Linked DNA regions of Sus scrofa: region 2 is linked to region 1. The links are chromatin contacts, called in public HiChIP or PLAC-seq maps. All regions are on one chromosome and are shown on one strand. Each heading gives the region's core, a stretch centred on a gene start, on an enhancer-like site or on the middle of the called end of the contact. The rest is flanking DNA. Distances are from core to core; before and after follow the strand shown. Region 1 holds the start of STARD3 (StAR related lipid transfer domain containing 3). Region 2 overlaps CDK12 (cyclin-dependent kinase 12).

Region 1 (6,393 bases), core at 330-2,829:
ACCAGGAAATCTGATTCTCAATCATCGTGCTACCATGGACAGGGCACTGCAGGGACTCAGAGGGGGCAATATTGCGCCTTGAGCGGTGGGCTGGGCAGAAGGTGATCCAAAGGTGATGCTGCCTGAGCAGAGCACTCCAGGACAAGCAGAAGGCAGCCCAGCCAATAAGAGGAGAAGGGGCTCTCCAGGCAGCGGGGCTGGTGCGTGCAAAGGCACAGAGACACAAAGCAGCAAGGTGTGGGTAAGCATGTCCTGCAGTGCCCTGTCGGACCTTAGGATACACACAGGAAGACTGGCGGGGAAGGCGTCAGATCAGAGAGAGCTCTGTAAATTGTGCTAAAGATGCAGCCTTTCCCATAGGCAATGGGAAAGCATCCAAGGGTTTTCGACAAGGAAGTGATACTATGAATTGTGTTTTTCAAGGATGAGAAGAATTGCAGTTTGGAGACTGAGCTGCAGGCAGCCATGACTGGAAGTTGCTGGAAAGCCACTGTGGTCATCCTGGTGAGAAACACATCAACGAGAGTGGTCACAGAAGAGAGGGAGGCACAGGACTAGATGTGAAGCATGTTCAGGAAGTCAGCTGGACTAAGTCACCTCTTAGATATGGGAGTTGAGGGAGAAATATATGATAATTATTAGGTTTCTGGCTGAGATGGGGTGGCAGAGAAAGAAGGAATCTGCAGGGGAAAAGAGCAGTTCAAGTTTAGACAGAGTGAATTCCAGCTGAAGTGGAGCTGTCCAACTAGTAGCCTAAGGCCAACTGAGGCTCCAGGGAGAGGCTTCGGTGAAAAGGTAGATCTGGACACGACTGGGGTATGTAGGTGGTGTAAAGCTGAAACCATGAGAGTGGATGAGACCATCCAGATCCAGAGTTAAGAGGCTGGCTGAGCAAGAGAGATGAATGTGAAACCGTGCTTCTACAGTCAGAAGAGCAGGAGGAAAATAAGGGGATGCCGACGCGGTGGAAGCCAAAAAAGAGGGTGATGGGTACGTGTTCACTACTGCAATTGAGAATTTATGTCACTGGTGTTATGCTCCTCTAAGAACTCAAGAAAGATACGTTAAAGGGCCCTTATAATGTCAACTGGGAAGTCATTCACTGTCGTTTCCAAAGGAAGTTGAGGGAGACCGGATGACGGTGAGACATTGACCTCCAGGAACTTGGAAATATTTTCCTCCTCATTCTCAGATCCTGACCCCTCCCCAGATCCTGACCTTTAATACCCTGATACCTTCCCCTTGCTTCTTCCCTCACAGCAACGTGAGAGGCTTTGGAGGGCGATCCGGGACGCCTTTCCAAGGCTCTCTCGAGTAGGCGGGGCCGTAGAGGGTCAACGCAGACGACCCTCCAACCCCGCGCTGAGTGGAGCGAGGCCGAGCATAGGAAGGGGGCGGAACCTGGAGCGCGGAGGGTGTGGGAAGGGTCGGACCGAACCACGAACGGACACCGGCTAGGGAGCCAGGATCCATCGGCGAGACGTAGCCCTCGTACCACCACCCGGTCCCAGTGACCTCTCGCGGACCCACCTGCACCATGTCAGCCACGGCTCCGGCTCTTCCCAGCCCCAGCCGCAATCTGGCTCCGAAGCTTCGGCGGCGCCTCCGAGCGGAAGGGGATCTCCTCTCGGCGCCACTTCCGCCACTGAGTCCGCCCCCGGGAGCGAACCGGGAGGTACTAGGCCCGAGGCACCGCCCCCTCTCCCAACCCCGCCCCCAAGCCCTCAGGCCCCGCCCACAAGGGCGGGAAATGGGGGCTGCTGCTAAAGTTAGGCTTGAAAAGAGGAATTAGAAGCCCAGGGGTTTCGTGCTTATTGGGCCACAGAGGCCTAGCACTCTGGAGAAAAAAGGGGAGCTTCCTGAGGGGAGGCCTGCGGGCCTGGAGGACGAGGAATCCAGTTACTCTTGAAGCACCCCTCTTCTCTCCACCCCGCCCCCGCCCCCGCCCCACCTCTTTCCACCTCCCTAGCAGGATCTAGAATGTCTGTGGTCCTTCCTAAGAGGGCTTGGAACTTGGCTGCAGTCAAGGCTGCAAACTAGAGGACTGGACATTACGGTCAAGGACCTGACCCTTGGATGACTACCACATAGTGAACCTCCTCCTCCCTCTCCTTTTCCCTGAAAGAGAAGTCTCAGCACAGGTATTTACAAAGATTTATTACAGCAGGGGAGCGGTTCAGGCCTGGAGTCAGGGAAGAAGGGAAGAGGACAGAGCAGCTGGAGGACAAGGAGAGCCTAGATCCCCCACTGTTTGCCCCTCCTCCCAAGGACTTACACTAGGCGGCATTCCTGGCATCAAAGCACAAACAAAAGGCAACAAAGCAGCCTCTGCCAGTCCATCTTCCAGGCACCCAGGCTGGGGAGCAGGTGATAAGGGGAAGATTTCCAAAATGTGGAGGCTGTGGAAAGGATGCCTGAATCCTGGGCCCTGGTAGACGCCAGTGAGAAGGAATTCCCAGGGGATGGAGAAGGATCTGTGGGCACTTACAAGTTCTCAGTACCCTCTTTCCCCAGATCTTAGGGTCCTGCCCTGTGGGTTTCCTATGCCCAGGGGAGAGGGTCTGGGGAGTAGAATTGTGAAGGATGAACCTTTGTCCCCCATTTACTGAGTTTTCCAATGCAGACTCTCACACCCCAGCTCCCACCCAGTGAATGGGGGAATGACTGGCAGGGGTAGGCATCAGGCAGCAAGTGCCCAGGGACTCTGAGCATCAGCCAAAGGTGGGCAGATAAGCAAACACAGACCAGCCTTAGTCTTCTAGAAGCCGCAGCCCTAGCAATTGAGAAAGGTACAAAATAGGGTAGGGATGGGGTGGGTTTCTGAGGAACAGCAATGCCCTCTCCACTTCCATCTGGGAGATGCAGGGCTTGGTACCTATGTGCCAGGCTCAGGGTGGGCAGGGCGCTGTGGCTCTTCCCCTGGCTCTGCAAGGCAAGCAAAGGAACTTAGGGCTTGGCCACGCCTACCAAGATCACAACACCAACCCTCCCCAAGCCTCACCACTTAATGCGGGGTCTTCCACTTGGTTCTCAGAGCTTCCAACTCTCTGGGGCTCATCCAGAGGGGGTGGGCGCTCCCAGGGACCCTCCAGACCTTGGCCACAAGTTGTCTTTTGTCCAGCTGGGGATGGGGAAAAGGGATAAAAATACAGGCTCTGGGGAGTTTCCATTGTGGTGCCGTGGAAACAAATCTGACTAGCATCCATGAGGATGTGGCTTTGATCCCTGGCCTCGCTCGGTGGATTAAGGATCTGGCGTTGCCATGAGCTGTGGTGTAGGTCATAGACACGGCTCGGATCTGACGTTGCTGTGGCTGTGGTGTAGGACGGCAACTGTAGCTCAGATTTGATCCCTAACCCGGGAAATTCCTGACGTTGCTGTGGCTGTGGCATAGGACGGCAACTGTAGCTCAGATTTGATCCCTAACCCGGGAAATTCCATATGCCACGGGTGCGGCCCTAAAAAAGCAAACAAACACACAAAAATACAGGCTCTGAGTATCTATATGACTGTTCTGGAACATCAGCTGAGTCAGCTGGCTGAGGTTATGCTTTCCGAGGGTGATCATGGCATACTGGAGACAGCACAGGCCTAAGACTGCTCTTCCAATGTCTAACCGTATGACTTAGTTAAGTTTGTTGTTATCTCTCTGAAGGGGATGGTAAGAAAGAAATTGCATAGACTGCCTTAAATAAAACAATAGTTAATACTCTGCAGCTCAGTGCTGGCCCCCAGGAGATGCTCCAGGAGTGGTGGCAATTGATAATTGCTCCTTGGTTGTCTTGTCATCTTTTTTTTTTTTTCCATTTTTTTGGCTGCCCTGGGGCATATGGAGTACCTCAGGGAACCAGGGCCCAGGGATAAGATCCTGGAGGCAGTTGTGACCTGCACCACAGCTGCGGCAATGCCGGATCCTTAACCTACTGTGCCAGGGATGGAACCTGCGTGACAGCGCTCCAGAGATGCTGCCGATCTCATTGTGCCACTGCAGGAACTCCAGTTGTCTTGTCATCTGACCCAGTGCCCTGCTGTTTTTCCTGAGGGAAGAGTCTCCTCTCACCTCCTCTTCAGCTGTTCTGGGGTGGGGGTGGGGGTGGGGGGTCCTGAGAGAGACTCAACTCTTCCAACTGGAGTTTTTCTCCCATGGCTGATGCACCCACTGCCAATGCAAAGAGGAGGCCCATTCCATTTTGTTTGGGTGCAATGGATGGCCTTCAATTAGGGATTGGCTTTTTCTTTTCTTTTCTTTTCTTTTTTAGGGCTTTAGGGCTGCATCCGAGGCATATGGAAATTCCCAGGCTAGGGGTCAAATTGGAGCTACAGCTGCCAGCCTACACCACAGCCACAAGAAGGAAAGATCTGAGCCACCTCTGCCACCTACCTGCGCCGCAGCTCATAGCAACACCGGATCCTTAACCCACTGAGTGAGGCCAAGGATCAAACCTGCATCCTCATGGATCCTAGTTGGGTTTGTTAACCACTGAGCCACCATGGGAACTCCTGGCTATTTTTCATCCCCATAAATAGTGGGGCCCAAACATTTAATGTGCACAGGGAGGGATAGATGTCTGCCAGACAGGGAAGAAAAACAGCCATAGGAGGGGCTGAGATCCTTCTGCCTAGGAATTCTCTAGGCCCTGGGACCCCCCCATGGAGATTTTTGGACTTGGGATCTCTATCTCCTGCGTAGGTCTCAGGCTCCTTCCTCCTCCCTGGCCCCTTTTTGCGGGCAGCTGGGGTTGGAGGTCCAGAGGATGCGCTGGTTCTTGAATCCTAAATTCTCCATCTAGACACTAGAGGGCACCCTCTCACCTCCAGCCTGGGAAATAAAAAGGAGGCAAGAGCCACAGGTTCCTGGAGAGGACTTATCAACCAGCCCTGAGCCTCTCCGCAGAGACCACATGCTAGGTTCAGAAATGCAGGTGTCGGGGGCACGGGACACTCCGAGTCCTCTATCCCTTATCTCCTCGCTCCTTGCTACCACCACAGATGGAAAGACCTTTCTTGGGTCTAGCCACAAACCTCACGTGGCCTTGCCTTCATTCTAAGGAAGAGAGGAATTATTAGGGGAAAATAATTGGGAGAAGGACTGAGTCAAAAATGGGACCAGCCCTGGAGTTCCCACTGTGGCTCAGTGGGCTCCGAACCCGACTAGTCTCCGTGAGGCTGCGAGCTCGGTCCTTGGCCTCGCTCAGGGGTTAAGGATCTGGTGTTGCCAAAAGCTGCGTCATGGGTCGCAGATGTGGCTAGGATCCCATGTTGCTGTGGCTGTGGCGTGTGGCTGTGGCATAGGCCTGTGGCTACAGCTCGGATTCGTCTCCTAGCCTAGAAACCTCCATATGCCGCAGGTGCAGCCCTAAAAATGCCAAAAAAAAAAAAAAAAGAAAAGAAAAGAAAAAGAAAAGGAATGCAAATAGCCCAGGTGTCAGGTTAAGGCTGAGAGCAAGGCATCCCGTGGGGTGAGAGGATGGGGGGGCTTGTGGTGTGACCACAGTTCACATGTGTGAGAAACTCTGAACTGGGGGGGGGGCTGATGTCCCATGTCCCAGGACACTCAAGGAGGACCCCATCTAACCCGTGGTGGTAGAACCCAGGCTTTACAACCCATTCAGCTTACCGGCCCCCCTGCTGCCCTTCAGCACTTCAGCCTGGCTGTCCTCCTCCTCCTCCTCTTCTTCGTCATCCTCCTCTTCCTCCTCCTCTTCCTCTCTTGGGTAGCCCAGCTCCCGCAGCTCCCCCAGCTCATCCTCCTCCTCCGAGGCCTGGTTCTCACCCAGGTTGCTGATGGACTGCAGGTGAGACTCAGCAATGCGCTGCACGGCTGGCACAGGGGGACCCGGGAAGGCAAGGGTCAGCCAGACCCAAGAAGCGAAAGGCATGTGGCCCAGCTCCCAGCCTCCTTCCTAAGGACAGAGCTGACCCCCTCAGGGGTCTAGGTGGAAAGCTAAAGGCTGCAGGTCAGCCTGCTGGGGGCCAGACCAGGGCAGAAGCAGCAGGGGGTACATCCTGTTTGGCTCTTAAGTCCAAAGATGCTGGTTCCCCAGAAGCTGGCACCAGGCAGCTCCCCACACCATGGGTGCCAACCTGGACAAGACCAGGCGGGCACAGCAGCAGCTTAACATTCCCTGGCTGGAGAGCCTGTCTATTGGCTACCACCCCAGGGGAAGGCACAGCGCCCGTAGGCCAGGCCCTGGGGGCTTTGTCCGTTTCCATTGATTGCTAAGGGTGTGGCTAGCCTGCTCACGGCTCACTGCCCACCCTGATCCTGCCTGCCACTCCATGGCCGGCTTGGTTCCCGCTCACTGGCACTGTCCCCATCATTGAGGCTACTCCACACTCCTCTGCCCCAGGCTCTAAGAGGTAGGAACAATTCTGAGACTAAGGATGCAACAG
Region 2 (6,209 bases), core at 751-3,250, 92 kb after region 1:
CTAGCCTATCTCTGACCATCACATTTTTGGAAGGTCCCTCAGAATAGAAAACTTATTCATGAGTCTCCCTCACTTTTTAGCAAGCACCTTAGATTAACCTCACTCTCAAATTTCCTCTAGTTTAGTCCTGTGTGATTAGACAGGAAAAAATGATCTGCTACCCTCTTTTATCTCCTACATATTGCTCAGGACAAGGATTTGCCTTGTATTCTTTCCATTCCTTAGCCTCAAGGTGTTAAATAATCAAGGTAACAAAAGCAAAGGTACTGTGGTACCTGACACATAGTAGGTTCCAGACAATGTTAGTTTCTCATTCTTTCCCTTCTTCCTCCCAACACGTTCTCAACCCCTCTGGGTCTGTTTTTTTCACCGGCTAATGACAGCACCGAACTAGACCAACTAGTGTCCTTTTGTAAGCTCTAACACTCTGTGACTCTGATTCACACGTTCTGGTTTGTTTGCTCTTCTGTGAGTCACCCTCACTTAGATCTAAAGTGAAGGGGAGAGGAATATTGGTTTCCTAAAACATGTAAAACCACTTGCAGAAGAGTTTTAAAACTCAAAAAACAATTTTTTAGCTTGATGCTCAATCATTGATGCTCGATGCTCTATCATTCCTGCCTTATTCCTGAAATACTCTTGAACCATGTAGAGAGCAATGCTAAGCAAAATGTTCTTGTATAAATTATTTGCCTAATATAACTGTCTTCATAGCATGCCCCAACTATAAAGGTAACCCTATCACTAACATTAATCAAGGGGACAGTTTGCTCTTTAATGGGGTCTCCTTGAAATGAATTGTGAAACTTTAAGGCATTTATCCCCCTTCACTACTCCATTAATTTTTCCTTCCACCCTTACATCCCTCTCTCTTCTTTATAAGCAATCATACACTGCCTCTTTCTGCAGTCCCACTAAGACTTCTCCAGTTCCCCCTTCTTTACATTTCCTTCTCATATTGCTTCATGTTATATGAGAACTTTTGGGAACTTAGAAGTTACCGAATTTCTAAAAGGGATCAGGCTCTCTAGGTCTCTAAAGCACCTTCTTTTCTCCAGGGTTAGAAGCATGAAAAATTGTATTAGCCTCGGTGGGGAGGTTATCTGTCTATAAGCTGATCCTTACCAAGGGTGTCCCTCGTGAAACACAGGAGGGGGAAGGATGCTCTCCTTGAGACAACCCCTCAGATAGGATCCTTAAACAAAGACAAGACATTCTCAAAACTCAAGCTCTGCTCTTGGCTTAGCTCTGACTGCTATATTGTAGCCTTTTTAAAGTCTCTCTGTGCTGCCTTCCTCAGAGATGTTTTGGCTTGGGTAAAATGTCTTTTATTCCTTTAGAACTACCAACATTATCTTCAGGCTACAATCCTGCCAGAGCAAAACATCCAAAACATCCAGCTATTTCCAGGTTCTAGGGAACCTATGTCTAAATGAATTAACTTCATGGCTTATACCCTCTCATTCCAGAGAAGCACAATGTGGCTGAGGACTGGGTATTGAGAAAACTTTGCTAACAATTACCCACCTAGAGAGTATTAAGAACTAACTGTATATCAGCCTCTCTCAGCCTTGAACTATTAATTCATTCTTGAGACAGAGATATGAGAACAATCCAGTGGTCAAGTATTTGGGCAACCTTGTGATTAATCACCAGGGCATCAAAGCAGCCCTCATCTGCTTTCTCATGGACAGGAGGGCCCTCTTCTCACCAAGCTTTACTTCCCATAGACACTATCTGCAACTGAGCTTAGAAATGACAGCAGCAAAATCAAGTGTCAGGATATGAGGGAAGAGGATGAAGTGAAAGTTGAGACTTTCCTAGACCAGTAAATCTCTTAGACTTCATGCAACATGAATTAAAAGCTCCTTTCCTTAGCAGTTAGCAATAAGAAAGTGATTTTGCTTTCTCTTTCAGTTCTCATCCCATAAATTGAGGAACTGGAATAGACATTTGTCTCCTGAATTTCTTCTCACCACCCTTCAAAACTATGAAGCAGCAAAACTCTAAATACCCTTCAGGGTTAAGCAATCAACCTCCCTGGCTCGACTAAAGCATGCGAGTAGTGAGTGGGGAGGAGAGAGAGAAATAGGAAATGAAGTAGATGGACAGGAGATGGAGAGATAGCTGCACATGGTGAGGAGTGATAAGAGTACCACCATTAATTTCTTCATATTTCCCCCAAAGCCTCTCAATCCTGGCTTGGAGTAAACTCTCACTTGAGAATACTCCTACGGCTATGGGAATACTGAAAGTGTTCCTATAAATGAGAGATGCCACACCTGGACAGTAAAATTAACCAAAGCGTCCAGGAGCGCTCACCCTGCCTCTTAGGACAATGAAGATTTAGCAATTCCACTTCTCCCTTGGAATGTCTGAATATTTACTCACTTGAGGAACTCCCCACTTCCACTTCCATTCCACTAGCCCTTCAGGATGACTAAGTTGTGAACAAAGTCACTCAATACCTAAAAAAAAAAAAAAGCCAAGCTATGGGGTAACCTTCAGTAACAACGAAATCCCAGTTCAGCACAAAGAACATTAACTGTTAACTTTCTTGAGGCTTTGACTTTACCATACAGTTAAGAATGCCTGTCTGGGAAAAGAAATTTAGGTACTGAACGGTAAAACAACCTTGAGTGTGATAGAGAAAAAAGTCCAGATTAGGTTAGGTCTTCAGTTTTCAGGCCCAGAATTGAAGACACACATTGCTATGAAGTGGAAAACAATATTCTCTAGAAGGTTGAAGTTCACACTCCTAGTCATGAATATATAAAGACTGGAAAACATTTTCCTTTCTCTGGAGGCTAACCAGAAACACAGGACTCCAGAAACACAGGAGCTCTCCATTCTCCTTCTGGATAAAGACATGATAGCCCACAGGCAATCATACTTAAAACTGTGGGGATTCAAAATCAAGCTGGCAACCCTCATCACCACCAGGTTTTGACTGGATTTCTTCCTAGCTTCCTTGTTCTGGTGTACCCCTTGTATGATTGTTTACCCTGCTCACAACTTCCTGGTACCTACTTCCCTTCTTCCTTTGTCTCCAGATGCATTTTTCCTGTTCTCTACCTACTTATGTCATATCTAGCAGGATTGCAGCACATACTACAAGGGAACGTTTAGTCCTCATTTTCTTAAACCATGAAAGAGAAGGGACATTTTCTCCTCACGTGGAGACAAGAAAAATACCAACAGAGCTAGGAAGACTAAGCCGAGCCCATGCTGACCCTACTCATGGCAACAGGAAGTGGTGTAGGGGTGAGGGTTTCTGATTTAAGGGACTAGCTTTTATTCTAACCAGCCTCTTACCAACTTCTCTTGACGACAGTTGAGCTCAAACCCACTTACCTCTCCTTTCAGGAGGAGTCAGGGTACATGAAGCTCAACTCTTTTGATGGCCTGACACCATCATTACTTTTGTGCAGCTGCTTTCTACTTTAAAAAATCACATGGCTTCCCCCAACTCTTTATTATCTAATTCTTAGTCTAGGGTTTTGAAGCACCTCTTCAAACCCTGAAAACTTTTGTTTTTGGTAGTTTATGAGTCTATAGAGATTCTAAGACAAAGAACCCCTAAGATAAAGTGGAGGAAAAATGCCCTTCATACGTAATTAGATCTGTTCAAAGGGTACAGATTAAGAAGTAAATGCAATGGAGCAAGAGTGGTATAGTAACAGGAAATATTTAATTTTCCAATCTCCACTTTCCATTTTTATAAACTGAAAGAAAAAATTTAATATATTACAAAATATCTGTACATAGACAAGGTAAAACCTGATGGGGAGCAAAAACGAGAGAGAAAGGAATACAGTGTCAGGAACCTAAATCAGGGAGAATGAGGTGGCAACTGACACTTTTCTGATGCAGCATTCTCTCTCAAAACCTGCTGGTAACCATTTTAGTACTGTAACTATATATGCATATTAAACACACACACACACACACACACACACACACACACAAAGCGGTTGGGTGATGTCTATAGCATAAACTAACAGAAGTCCTACTTACAAATTTGTGCTAACTGCCCTGCTTTTAAATGTATAAATCTGATACAGTTTTCAAGTCCCTATTTCTATCGATAGTTGAAGAAAAACCTAAGGAAACTGTGTCAAGCAAAGTGGTTTTCAAAACCACAAAAATGATAATGGTCAAAGCGTTTTTGCCTCTCATTCATGAACAGAATCAGATTCCTCATCTGATCAAAATAATGTATTTAATTAAAACAAACCAAACCAAAACCATAACCACTTTTGAATATAGTTGGGTTTGTAATTTCCTAGCTGTCCAGTAGAAATTCTGCCAAACTTTTACTTTCATCACATTTACGGGTAACACAGCTGAAAAATTAACAAATACCTTTCTTCCTCCACACAGATTCCAGGATATTTGAGTTTCTGTCCCTCTGCTTTTAGAAATGGTCAAAATCACCAACTTTTTTTTTTTCTTTTTAGACTCCCAAAATGGGGGTGGGGGATGGGATGGGATCACACATAAACACACACACACACACATTCACCCTTTTCCCCAGTAGTAGGGATGGGGAAAGGAGACTTAAGTATATTATTTAGAATATTTGGCATAATTAAAAATATGCAGTGGGGAGGAAAAAACATTATTGATGACTGCTGATAACCAAAATACAATTAAAATATATAATTTTATTCATATTTGATGGGAAACCAATTTTTTTTTCACTAGATACTTTCGAAAGTATCCCAGGCTTGAGTTCTTTAATCAAAAATGGGAGAGTGGGGCCCAATGCCTCAAATCAAATATTCTAAAATACAAAGGCCCATGTCTGAGGACTAAGACAGTCAACAGACAAAAGGTTCAGATGAACTTTAATGCAATTTACCAACAGCATGTCAGTGAGCCTAGCAAATCTAATTGGACACACTGGTATAAAAAGCCATCAATGCCAAAATGGCTAGAAGGTTCTCTTTTTAATCAATGTTTGGCCCTGAGGGCAAGGCCAGACCAAAACCCAGAGAATAAAGAAATACACACACCAGATATCTGCCTATTTTTATAACAGGGGAAAATAATCTTCATGTAAGTACCAGAAGAGGGGTTCTTCTTTCATTTCTTTAAAGTTTTGTTTTCTGTTTTATTAATGCACCTCTCTCTTAAAAGTAGTGTTTATTTTTTAATATAAGAACTTGGCATTGAAACATGAAACTTTGAGTTCAAAACTATTCTCCAAAATGCTGAAGCGTATCTATCTTCTCTTTGTAAAAGGGAGCTAACCTACATTTCACAAAGGTCTAAGTCTGTGCAGGTAATTTATAGAAATGTGTATGTTTTTAAAACACATTACATGCTGGTACTCACACAGAACTGGAAGCCAAAATGAGAAGCCCATGTTATCCCCCCCTTGAAAACCTTTCCCTCCTCCATTTTTTGTTTATAGTAAGGCAAAATTCTTGCCATGCAATTCATAATTTAACCCCCTTTATCGAAAATCAAAATCAAAACCAAATCCCTCTGGAGGAAAATTCCTAAAAGAATTGGCAGGATATACATGCTGAGATGTGTATATGTCAATACTGTTCTTTCTTATAGTCTGCTCTTTTAAAATTATTTTTTAAAAAAGGTCTTAGGTAGTGATACATCTTCAGAAAAATATCCACCCTAAACTAAGTTACATTTCCATGTATTTTCAGGATGTATTTTTTTCTTTGACAATATTACAATGCTCTGTTTAAAAGTTTTTTTTTTGACAAAAATATATGTGTAAACAGTATGCTAACTGTTCTTACTAGCCCTCTAGGTATGGAGGCATCATCTCTAACCCTAGCTCAGCAGCAATGTCCTAGGCTATCTGCATTTATAAATCAACTTCACCACTCCAACATGGTTTAAAAAAAAATTTTTTTTTAGAATTGAAGAGTTACAGAGAACAATATAGGAGTTTGAATTTCCTTTCCTTTATTTCAAAAAAAAGTAAAGAATTATCCCAGGTTCTTGGGCATCTCGACAATTTTTTTCCAAACAAATGCCTCAAAAAGAGAGAGACAGAGAGAGAAAGAGCAAACTCTATAAAGATAGGGGTAAAAAAATTAAGGGATAGGGTAAAGTCCACCTACTTGCCCAAGAATGCTACTTTCTACAACCTGCTTCATGTGCAGGGAAAGGGGGCATGTCTTTTCTCAAAGTGGAGCAAACTTTAAGGATGAGCAATTTATTTGGAAAAAAAAAAG

Evidence for each region. HiChIP or PLAC-seq counts read pairs in DNA pulled down with a chosen protein or histone mark.
Region 2: a contact with region 1 is called in an H3K27ac HiChIP or PLAC-seq map of alveolar macrophages. The contact joins the enhancer-like site here to the promoter of STARD3 in region 1. A contact is called at or near these places in 1 of 47 Hi-C or Micro-C datasets (embryonic fibroblasts) and 1 of 2 datasets of contacts at active chromatin or transcription factors (alveolar macrophages).

What each region holds. Positions count from the first base shown.
Region 1 is chr12:22,679,106-22,685,498 of Sscrofa11.1, forward strand. STARD3 (StAR related lipid transfer domain containing 3) reads right to left here and starts at 1,580. Exons shown (of 15, transcript NM_001143725.1): 1 at 1,531-1,580. PPP1R1B (protein phosphatase 1 regulatory subunit 1B) reads right to left here. Exons shown (of 6, transcript XM_021067047.1): 5 at 5,618-5,821; 6 at 2,139-2,925. The coding sequence ends at 2,876.
Region 2 is chr12:22,770,766-22,776,974 of Sscrofa11.1, forward strand. All of the region lies in intron 14 of CDK12 (cyclin-dependent kinase 12), which reads right to left. Among named protein-coding and RNA genes, the nearest start is that of MED1, 57 kb to the right of the region's middle. Within about 2 kb of position 2,001, at least 6 of the 83 cell types and tissues checked have an H3K27ac peak or open chromatin away from gene starts, as enhancers often do. A contact at or near this core is called in alveolar macrophages, where this site is marked.